Linked DNA regions of Mus musculus: region 2 is linked to region 1. A link is a contact called in public promoter capture Hi-C data. All regions are on one chromosome and are shown on one strand. Each heading gives the region's core, a stretch centred on a gene start, on an enhancer-like site or on the middle of the called end of the contact. The rest is flanking DNA. Distances are from core to core; before and after follow the strand shown.

Region 1 (5,804 bases), core at 1,457-3,956:
AAGGCCCAGTCATAAAACAAAACAGAAAAGTCCTAGCGATCCTGTTGGGGGTTTGGCTGAGAGCTCTTGTATGAGAGATAAAAAGCACTGGCTGGTATATTCCTTTCATAACTCCTAACCCCACGGCACCAGAGAGCTTAGTTATGCAGGACAGGGTGGAGAGGTGAAGCAATTCTTTTCTCCTAAAGAACAGCTAAGTGTAAATATTTGCTGGAGTAGGTTATAAAGCAAGCATACTAGAGCAGGGCCTTTTCAGAGCCGCTGAAGCAACGTTAGAGAACACTGTGAGCCATCCTGTTCTCAACCTTTCCTGGCTGGGAAGGAAGGGAACCAGGAAGGAGCAGGGGAAAGTGACACAGGCAGCCATGGGGATTCTGGTGAGTCCTGGTTCTGCCTAGGGTCTGAATGCACACCAACCTCACCACCCTAAAGAGAGGGGCTAAAAAAAAAGGAGGCACCAGAGGTTGGTATTTGTGAAAGGAGGATGACCCCTACTCCAGTTATCTAAGGAAAGGGGGGGGGGGGGGCACTGCACAGTTCCCTAAACATTAGAAAAGAAAGATCCAAGACATTCTCAAAGCGGACGCTGTGACCCGTTTCCTTCCAACTTTCCAAGTCTTTTGGCAACTTTCAACCTTTTCCTCTCAAGGCCTCAGGCAATAAATAATTGTTGAGATCCAGACTAGATCTCCCCTGCCTTTCAAAATGCACTCATTCCCCAGCTACCACTCCTCAGCTATTTTACACACTGCAGACTTCCACCCCCCTAGTGACTGCAGACAGCATACAAGCTGACAGTCCGACTGGGCCACAGTTACACCAGGTCCCACCTCAGGCTTTCCAGGCACTGCAGCTTCTCCCACCATTGACCCTCCAGACTGGGTGACTGGACCCAGCCATATAGCAACTTCCCTGCCCCCCCCCGGGGGGGGGCATCTGGTAAATGTCATCAAACCGGCTCTCTCCCACACCCTCAGGGCCCCGCTCCCAACTCCCAAAGTCCCAACTCCACGCACATCCCGTCTGCAGAGTCACCAAAAGCACATTCCTGATCGCCCTGAGAGCAAGGGTCTTGTCCTGAAGTCACAGTGCCCATCAGTAAGTTACAAAAAAGTCTCAACCTCTAGAAAGCATGAAGTAGCTTCTAACTTCAATTTTAATTTCCCACTCTCCTCACACTCTTGCGAACCATCCCCCACATTCTCACCCACTCAACACACCCTTCTTTAGCTCTTTCTGCATACACTCACACCCTCTCTCCCATCACTCCTAGCTTCCCTCTCAACCACCCAACACATCTCCACTCCTGGCCTCCTACTCTGACCTCCACTCCATACTGTGGCTTCCCTTTAGCATCGCCCCCACACTCCTAAATACCATCAGGAAATACTATTTTAATACCCCTTCACCTACCCTCCCCATCAAAAGACACTACTCTCCCAGAACACTCATTTCTTCCTCACTCAATGAACCCCCAAGTCTTTTAATCAGGCATTCCTAATCAGACTTCCATTTTCCCAAACTAACCCCCTCCCATTATCCTCCATCCCTGCTCCTACTGTCTTCCACTATTCTCACTGTTGAACTATTTCCCCGTGAACCTGGAACCTTAACTGTTTCACTACCTCTCCCTTCTTCAAAGCACCCACACTCTTTTGGGTCTCCCCATCAATTCTAATTACGCCCCTATCCTTTTCTTTTTACAGCAAGGCGCCCTCAATAAATCTCACCCTCCTCACACAAACATCTTTTTTGTTCCTAGGCCCCTAACTTCTGTCCTGAACACCTACCTTCTCAGACCCCTAGTCCCATCAGACCATCTTAACACCTACTCACCACACACCCTAGCCCATGCAGGCCCCCCTCCCTGTCTCAGGATTCCACAATCCTCTCCTTAGTGCCCCCTTTTTACCTTTCCTGATTCTTCATCTCTTCTAGAACCACCCCCCAACACACACACACACACACACACACACACACTAAGGCTTCCTGCAATTCCAATCTCTTCTTCAGACTCTCTGCACTCCAGACTATCTCCTCCATACTAGGATTCCCAAACCAAATACTATCCAGGCTCACCAATTCCCTTCCTGGACCCCATTGCTTGCCTGGGCCCCATCAATGCTTCCTCTGATCCAACAATCTCGCCTTAAAACCTAGTTCCATTGCAACCTCCCGAATCATCATCTCGTTTGTCCCAGTTCCCCGTGTCTCCTACCTGGCCGCCACTTCCCCCCTCCCCCTCCAGATTCCCAATTGCTTCCTTAAGCTCTGTAATCCCTCTCCGGGACTGCAAACCCGTTCCCGAACCCGCCAATTGTCTCCCAGGACCCTCCTCCAGGCCTCCCCGCCACGCGCAGGACGCCACCCAGCCCGGGTCACGGGCCGCGCACCTTGCGCTGCTGCTTCTCCCAGGCCGGGTCCAACAGCAGGTCCCGGTCCCAGTCATCCTCCTGGGCCATGTAGTCGCCCATGCTTCCGCCGCCACCCGCGCCATTGCCGCCGCCGCTGTTCGGGCCGTACTGGTACGCCTGGTTCGCTGCGTGGTAGTCCACCATTCCGCCGCCTTTCGCTAGCCCGCCAGCCGGTCCGCTACCGCCTCAGCTCCCGCCCCTGTGCCGGAGGCTCCGACTCGGCCGCCGCTTCAGCTGCTTTCAGCCCGCCCAAGACTGACGCCTGCGCAGTTCACTTGCCGCGCCTGCGCACTGCGCTGCCGCCGCCGCCCTCCCGCGCGCGCGCACCTGAGGAGGCCCCGGGCTCTCGGCGCCGGCGCAGAACGCACCTCCGGCTGCCCGCCCAGCGTGGGAGCCCAGGCGCTTCTAGCGGGAACGCGCGCGTCACCCCGTGTGGGCGGGGCCCAAGTCATGAATGATTCATAAGGCGGGGCTCCTCATCCGGCTTTAACCTGTTTCGGGGTGGAATGTGTTCCCATTCAGCCATTCAGACATAATCAAGATTTATTTGGCTGCCTGCTATGTGTGAGACCGTGTTTTCTGCCTTGGCATTAAAGAAGTCAGGAAAAGTCCCCACCCTTTCGAAACTATATACTATAAACCTTGCACGATGGAACGTGGGATCTCTGTTCTCAGGCCGCAGAGACTGAACGACAGATAACATGTTGGAGCTTGGGTTACACAGGAAGACCAGTCTTAAATTAAATAAATAATCGAGCTTAAAACTGGGCATGGTGGGCCGGACAGTGTTGGCGCACGCCTTTCATCCCAGCACTTAGAGGCAGAAGCAGGTGGATTTCTGAGTTCGAGGCCAGCCTGGTCTACAGAGTGAGTTCCAAGACAGCCAGGGCTCCACAGAGAAACCCTGTCTCGAAACAAACAAGCAAACAAATAACTGGGCATGGTGACACATACCTTAGATCCCAACTGGAGGTGTGGACAGGAGGGTTCAAGGCCAGACTTACTTAGTACACAGCGAGTTTGAATCTAGTGTGGGCTACATGAGGACCCTGTCTTAAAAAAAGAAAAGAAAAGAAACTCTAGAATGGGCTGGATTTGTAAAGTCTTCTGGGAAAAGGGAAAAGGTAGATATTTAAAGAAACTCTTTCAAAGATACGTCGAGTTAGATTGGACTGGGATAGCTAGTTAGCAGGGAAGGCAAGGGGTCCTTTTGGACTTGTCTATCTTCATTCTCGCAGCAAATACTATGCACCTACTACATGCAGCCACTTTCCAACTACGGACAGCATGGTAAGCCAGGTCAGTTATCAAACGACTAACTTTGTAGGAGAGATGGGCAACAATAAGAATTATGGAAACCAGGCATGGTGGTGTATTAATCCCAGCACTCAGGAGGCAAAAGCAGGCAGAGCACTGAGTTTGAGGCCAGCCTGATAGACAGAGTGAGTTCTAGGATAGCCAGAAAAACCCAGTCTCAGAGGGGGAAGTGGGGGTAGGTAGAGGAGAAAAGAAACACACACGGAATAATAATAGTGCCTCATTGAAGGCCATCTGATAACCAGAGGGGCCATCTCCATCTTGAAAGGTGACTTCCTGCTTCCAGCTGCTCAGGAAACCTTAATCCTCCCTTATAGGGCTTCTTACAAAGAGGCAGCCAGCAGCCACCATTCCAAGCCTTCTTCCTGCCACCCCCACTCTTCTGCCTCCAGCCTTTGGGTTTGATTTCTTTGAAATTTACATGTATTTATTGTGTGGGTCAGGGGTGCCCATGTCATGTGTGCTGGTCAGAGCTCATCTGTGCTTCTACCACCTGGGGTCCTAGGGGTCAGACTCAGGTTGACCGGCTCGGTTGCAAACTCCTTAACAACTGAAGCATTTGGAGCTGTTGGTTTGGTTTTGTTTGAAACAGGGCCTGAGCTGGGCATGGTGGTGCACACCTTGAATCCCAGCACTTGGGAGGCAGAGGCAGATGAATTTATGAGTTGGAGGCCAGCCTGGTCTACAGAGTGAGTTCCAGGACAGCCAGGGCTCTACAGAGAAACCCTGTCTCGAAAAACAAAAACAAAAACAAACAAACAAAAAAACAAAAAAAAGAAAGAAAGAAAGAAAAAGGAACTGTTTAAAAAAAGAAAAAAGAGGGGCTGGAGAGATGGCTCAGCCGTTAAGAGCATTGACTGCTCTTCCAGAGGTCCTGAGTTCAATTCCCAGCAACCACATGGTGGCTCACAACCATCTGTAATAGGATCTGATGCCTTCTTCTGGTGTCTCTGAAGACAGCTACAGTGTACTCGTCATATATATAAAAAATAAATAAATAAAAGCTTTAAAAACAAAACAAAACAAAACAGGGCCTGTAGCCCAGGCGGGCCACTAATTCACAGTGTAGCAGATGACCTTTGGCCACTAACCCACCTCCCGCCACCTCCTAAACTCTTGTCCCTCCTTTTCTTTTGCTTTCTTTCTTCCCTTCCCCTCCCCACTCTGTCTTTTTTTTTTTCCCCCTCCTAACAGGATCTCACTACCTCGAGCCCTGCCTGGTGTGGAACTCAGAGAAGAGCCTTCCATAGCCTTAGCAGAGCACTGCTGGGTCAGACACCTGAATCGGACCACAGCCCTCCCTCCCTGCTCTCCTGTGCTTCCCACGCTTAGAAGTCAGAAAGCCTGGACGGGCTGCTGGGGTTGCTTTTTCCTGGTCTAGACCCGCCCTTCCTTAGTAATTAAAAAATTTTTCATTAGCTAAAACTCAGTGGTAAGGTACTGGTGGCCAAGGCTGTCAACCATAATTCAATCCTTCAGACCACACATAAGGTGGAAGAACCATCCCCCAGAAGTTGTCCTGACATCCACGGATGCCCTTTTACAAAAAGATACATGCCGGGCGTGGTGGTGCCTGCCTTTAATCCCAGCACTCAGGAGGCAGAGGCAGATGGATTTCTGAGTTCGAGGCCAGCCTGGTCTACAGAGTGAGTTCCAGGACAGCCAGGGCTATACAGAGAAGCCCTGTCTCGAAAAACCAAAAAGAAAGAAAGAAAGAAAGAAAGAAAGAAAGAAAGAAAGAAAGAAAGAAAGAAAGAAAGAAAGAAAGAAAGAAAGAAAGGAAACATAATGATACTAAATATGTAAAAAAAAAAAAATTGTACAAAAGGAATGGGGTTCTGTCAGATCCAAAAGAAACTCAGGACAAATGGCTAACTGAGGTGCTTCCTAGCCCACAGAGGGCACGCGGGCCTCTAGGCTCAGTGAGTGCCTGCAGCTCCTCTTTGTGCTCCTCATTCCTATCACCCTGCTTCTCAGTGTGCGAGTTCTTGACCCTCTTGGCTCTTGGTTCCCTCCTTCACTGTCCACTCTCTGCTTGCTTGCGCTCTCTCTCTCTCTCTCTCTCTCTTTCTC
Region 2 (5,804 bases), core at 1,499-3,998, 1.4 Mb after region 1:
GGACTGAGACAGTCACTCTCCTTCCTAGAATAATTTCCCCCGCCTTGGTAGTTTTACACATAGTCCCTGCTAATTTTGAACCTTCTGCCTCAACCTCCAGAGGGCCGGGATTACAGGTGTGTGTCATCAGGCCTAGCTAATATTTCTCTTTTGTGTTGCTTGAAATGAAACCCAGGACCTGGAGCATGCCAGACAAATGGTCCACCATTGATCCAAATCTCTAGTCCAAATTCCCAGGGTTGACAACCTGATCTCCTCAAATCTAAGGTGTGAGGGAAGAGGTGGGAACGGACAGACACAAGAGCAAGGCCCTGTGCTAGCCCGATGTTCATTGAACACAGCCCCTCCTTCCTGAGCTGTTCCCAAGCTGCACATAGAATGTACATCTCCTGAATAGCCACACCCCGTGACAAAGCCACACAGGAGCGAGTGACTAAGGGCAAGTCCTCCCTGACTTAATGGAGTTTGTGTGATAACTGAGAAATTCAGGACTCCTGGCACAACTAAATCCTAAATGATGTATTCGTTTCTGCCCCCATCCATTTTGTCTTTGTCCATTTCCTAGTGGCCAGACTGTCGTTATCAATTTACCAGCCAATAAGATAGCTCTCCCTTTAAACTTCCAGACCTAAGTCCCAAGGATTCCCCTGGCTTAGGCCACGAGTTCCACCTTCAGGAGGAGCCATAGTCAGGTCTGCTGGAATCATGGAGGCTAACCATTGGGAAGGGAGTGTGTCTGCAAAGTAAACTGGAATGGCTACTGGAAATGCAAAAATGGGGACTGAAGAGGCCTGGGGGGCAGTAGCTTCTAGAAGAGCCCACATAAGTTAGTGCAAACCTGGAGCTAAGGGGTGTGTCAGGGAATCTCTCATTATGGTCTGTCTTCCTAAATACATCTATCTATGCATTTATCTTTCTATCAATGTGTGTGTGCACAGGCAGATGGACATCAGACAAATTGCTGTTAGTTCTCATCTTCTCCTGTGCGGTCCCTAGGATTTGAGCTCAGCTAGTCAGACTTGTCACCAAGTTCCTTTATCCGCTGAACCATCTCTCTGGCCCTTTTTCCCTCCTTTTCTTTCTTCTTTTTTTGTTTGAGACAAGGTCACTCTATGTAGCTCAGGCCCCTGGAGCCAGGAAGAGACGGAGGCTGGGGTATGTAAAGGGCACAGGTTCAGTAGGTCTTCTGTAGTTACTTCCATAACTCTGGAGTTGAGATGGCACCATGATTAACAGGGTCACCTCGGGGCTGCAGGTGAATCCTTGTGGTTATTGCACTTGCTTGGCAAGCACAAGGCCACAAACAGAACAAACAACAAACATATGTTGTGGTAGAACATGCCTGTGATCTGGAGGAGAAGGGAGGAGTTGCAGGCCATTATCCCTTACATGACCAGTTTGAGGCCTGCCTGGGTTAAGTGAGTCCATGTCTTAAAAAGAACAAAAACTAAAGCAACCAGGATCACCTTGCTAAATAAAACTGAAGCTGAGAGATGAGCAGAGAGCTAGCCTCCTGTGATGGGGTTACGCAAGTGAGGTCAAAGTCTTATGTAAAAAGTGTCACAGAATCTTTTTCTGTCACACACCAAGCCTTAGCTGGGTCCCCTTTGCTCCCACCTGCCTCTTCAACCTTGGCATGGCCGTACATGCCTATAATCTCAGAGTTTAGAAGGCTGAGTCTGAAGGAGGTGAATGCTGAGACCAGCCTAGGCTATATTATATAACAAGACTCTGTCTCAAAAGAAAAAGCAAAGACCCCTAATAAAAGAATCAACAAGATTGTTAAGACAACAAGGAAGTGAGCACACCTCACTTTTATTTCCTTTATGCAAGAATCCTGAGGACTAACAGGAGTAGGGACTAGGGATTCTCCAAGAGTCTCAGGCTCATCAGCTGAGATGAGCTAGTGTAATCTCCCTCATGAACCCGGTTCTTCACAACGAGTCAGACTGCCAAGTTTCTCACGGTTCATCAGGGTATTCTATTAAACGAGCGCGGCAAAAAGTCTGTCTTCTCCACGTTAAAAACAGCAAGGGGCGGGGAGTGAGGAGGTGGGTGTGTTCTTAAGAAGTCAAGAGAGCTGTCTGTCAAGAGGTGCCACGGCCCCGATGGGAGGAGAAAGTGCGCCTGTGCTCTCTCTTTGACTTTGGGTTGGTGTATCACAGCATGTCTTATGCAGTCCGCCAGTGCCACAGAATGCCCGGAACCTCCTTGGTGAGGGAGTGTCTGATCTCTCACTATGCATCGGGAAAATTCGGTTATCTCTCAAGACATCTCAGCTTCCATTTAGATGAGTTCACGATCCTCCCCAAACTGTCAGAAGGAACCTTCCTCTAGGTCTGTCTGTCACCGTCCATCGGATCGCGTCTCCCGCGCCCCTGTATCTTCACAAGAATTCTTTGGGGCACCACCATCATCCAGCCTGGTCCCCGGGGCTGTCGCGTCGCCGGGCTCTTCAGCCGGACCCCGCGGGCGCACGAAGGTACCCATGGCCGTGGCGTGGCCCGAACGCAGCAGCTGTAGCTGGCGCCGACCCCGGCGATACAGATACTCGATACGCAGCACGTCGGTTCGCGGAAGGCTGGCGTGCTGCCGGAACTCGGCCCGCACCCGCGCCTCGGCGCCCGGCGTCCCGCGCCCGGCGCGCAGCAGCTCGCGGTACAGGCTCAGAACTTGCCTCTGCAACCGGCTGGGCCGGCTCATGACCGCGGCGTCGCGGTGAGGCCCCACACTGGCCGGAAGGACCGCCCCGACACACAGTGCTGAGAAGCTAACGGGCAGGGCTACTGGCACGTCTGCCAGAAGTCCCGCCTCCTGCTCACCGGCGCTGCCGCATCTGATTGGCCAGTACTGCAGTACATCTTGGCTGGCTCTGGAAGTGGGCGGAGTCTCTGGTGCTCCGGGCCACTCTAAAGAGTAGTTTTTGAGTGCCTTACAGTCCTGGATATTTCTGAACTTGAGTGGAAGCATGGGGAAGGGCCTAAGCGGTTAGACTCTGGAAAGAGTGTAGGAGGAGATAGTTCTGAGCCCTCGGAAGATTGAGAGCGAAGGGATCGAACCCGGGGCTCACCAGAAGGCAGAGGGATATTGGGAAGGGATGAGCAGTTTTTAAAAAGATCTTTACTATTTTGGGGGCTGGAACGTGCATAAACTGACGACATGACCGCTCCGTGGTACGGCCAAGCGAAAACTTTTTGTTTGTTTGTAGATATGAGAGAGAGGACAGCCAGAGGCATCTAGAAGAGTCCAAAATAGAGAGGAAGTAGACTGCATAGCCAGGGCTGTCTGCGAGAGGGGAGAGAATATTGTTGAAGTTAAGGATTAGCCACACAAACCACTGGGAGACACCAATGTCAGTAGGGTATCGGAACGGTTTACTGAACACACATATCAACACTGATTAATCAGGGATGCACACCCTAGCCAGTTTTCAGGGCCAGTTTTTATATGGGAAAACCCACGAACAGGTGCATTTGGCTATCTAGACAAAGCCGTACTGTATGACCTTTAAGCTGATTGGCTGGGTCTAGAGGCAGGAAGTCTAGGGAATTTCCATAGGTCTCGAGGCTCCATACAGCAACATGATGTTATAGTCAAAGAACATTAGGTCAGACTAAGGTCATGAGCTACAAAATGAAGGTTGAGGCAGTATAGCAGAACTATTGTCAGGTTTAAAACGTAATAGCAGGAGATAGTGAACAGAGAAAACAGAAGGAGGAGAGAGTGTAGAGAGAACAGTGTGAATATCAGGATAGTGGGAATGAGTAAGTATCTGGGGGAGGGAAGCTAGTGAGCTGGAGGGAATTTAGGGGATTGGAGTTTTAGTCAATGTTCAGTAAACAACTTAAATGAATCTGTCTCATCTTTCTTATCTATGTCTTAATAATAATCTGTTTTACCTGGTGGTGCAGACATTTAATCCCAACACCTGGGAGGCAGAGGCAGACATCTCTGAGTTCAAGGCTAGCCTGGTCTACAGAGTGAGTTCAAGGACAGCCAGGAAAACCCTGTCTTGAAACACAAAACAAAACAACCCCTCCCCCAAACTCCCAAACCCCGTCTTATTATTTTTCCATCTAAGTTGTTTGCTGAACTCTTACTTTATGCCAGGAACAACTCTACATACTTTAATGTTTAATTGTTTGTTTTCTATGATTTATGCTGTACAGGGCCAGAGATGTATCTTCCATTCCAGAGTGCTTGCTTGCTTAGCATTTATGAAACCCTGGGTTTGATCCGACATTGAATAAAACCAGCTTGTGGTGCTGTACCTGTTATTCCAGTCTGGATACATAGCCATACTCTTCCCTCAAAACAAAAACAGCAAAAAGATTCTGAAGTGGTCAGTGCTGTCAACTGTATGATGGCCACACCAGTGCAGATATGTCTTCTTTCAGCTTGCTCCTCTTACTGAATCCTCTTGATTCTCAGGCTCCCTCTGGGTTTTAAACTTCCGTTCATTTCCTATCAAGTGGCTCTTTACCTCTAAGACAACTTCATCTAACAGGCTTGTTTTATTTTCCTGTGGCCTCGAGAGTCACAAAACTTGAAACACATACTGTCCCCCCTGTCCCTGCTCTCCCTAAGACTTTCTGACCTGGAACCCCTCCATCTGCCTTTGGGGAACTAGTCTTGCTCTCAGTTTGTGGGGCTTTCCTAAGTGACATACTTTCTCTCTGCTTCCAGATGTGGACTGATGTCCCAAGACCTGTCCCATCAGCCAGCTAATGTGATTGGTTTAGAGATAGGAAAATAGCTTTGGGACAATGAGGATCAGCCCTGAGACTTTTGCTCAAACTGAGACAGAAATGCTGGCTCCCCACCAGGACTGCCAAACTGTAGGAACTTGGAATGGTGGCTGCACCTGTGCCCCGCAGACACAACAGGGGTCTGTGAATCAAGCTGTCGCTATCTTCAAATCTCCACCTCCCATCCCCCCCAGAATGAGGATGTTTAGCTGTGCACCTGACTGCTATGTTAAAGATGTACCCTCCATCTCCTTTGTAGTCAGATGATAAAGCTCTACAAAGTGTTGATGTGTGGGAAGTGGAAGGCAGTGATTTGTGCCATTTCTGGCTTGTGTAGTTGGAAGAGGCCCAATCCCTCTGTGTGCACACCCCCTCCACCTTGTGTTTAGGTGGGAGTCAGCTTATGACTCTGCCACTGGGGAGCATAGCCAGACCCACATCAGAAAGCTCTTCCAGGCATCGTGGCACATGCCTGCGATCCCACCATTTTCCAGGTGAAGACAGGAAGATTGGGAGTTCAAGGCCAGCCTGGGCTACCTAAGACCCCGTCTTAGGAGGAGGAAGACTGGAGAGATGGCTTAAGAGCACTTTGGATAGGAATGGCTCCCATAGATTCGTAGGTTGAATGCTTGCTCATCAGGGAAAGGCACTATTGCAAGTATGGCTTTGTTAGAGGAAGCAAGTCGATTTGAGCTTTGAGGTTTCAAATGCTCAAATCAGGCTCCGTGTCACACAGTCTTCCTGATGCCTACTGATCCATACACAGAAGTCTCTCAACTCCTTAACCAGCACCATGTCTGCCTGTGCACTGCCATGCTTCCCACCATAGCAAAAATAGACTAAACCTCTGAGCCTGTAAGCCAGCCCCCAAATAATGGCTTTCCTTTGCAAGCCTTGCTATGGTCATGGTGTCTCTTCACAGCAATAGAAAACCCAAACTAAGACAAGAGTTCTTAGTACCCATGTAGAGTGACTCGCAACTGCTACAGCTCAAGTACCAGAGGATATGGTGCCACCTGCTGCTGGCCTCTGAGGGCACCTTCATTTCACACACAC

The links. Promoter capture Hi-C pulls out the DNA fragments that hold promoters and counts their contacts.
Region 2: a promoter capture Hi-C map of liver shows a contact between it and region 1, with 2.3 times the contacts expected there. The contact joins the promoter of Sdhaf1 here to the promoter of Actn4 in region 1. A contact is called at or near these places in 2 of 39 promoter capture datasets (erythroid cells and liver).

The regions. Positions count from the first base shown.
Region 1 is chr7:28,959,626-28,965,429 of GRCm38.p6, forward strand. It overlaps Actn4 (actinin alpha 4), which reads right to left and starts at 2,707. Exons shown (of 21, transcript NM_021895.3): 1 at 2,394-2,707. The coding sequence starts at 2,558.
Region 2 is chr7:30,319,627-30,325,430 of GRCm38.p6, forward strand. Sdhaf1 (succinate dehydrogenase complex assembly factor 1) reads right to left here and starts at 2,749. Exons shown (of 1, transcript NM_001033140.3): 1 at 1,783-2,749. The coding sequence starts at 2,703. The coding sequence ends at 2,347.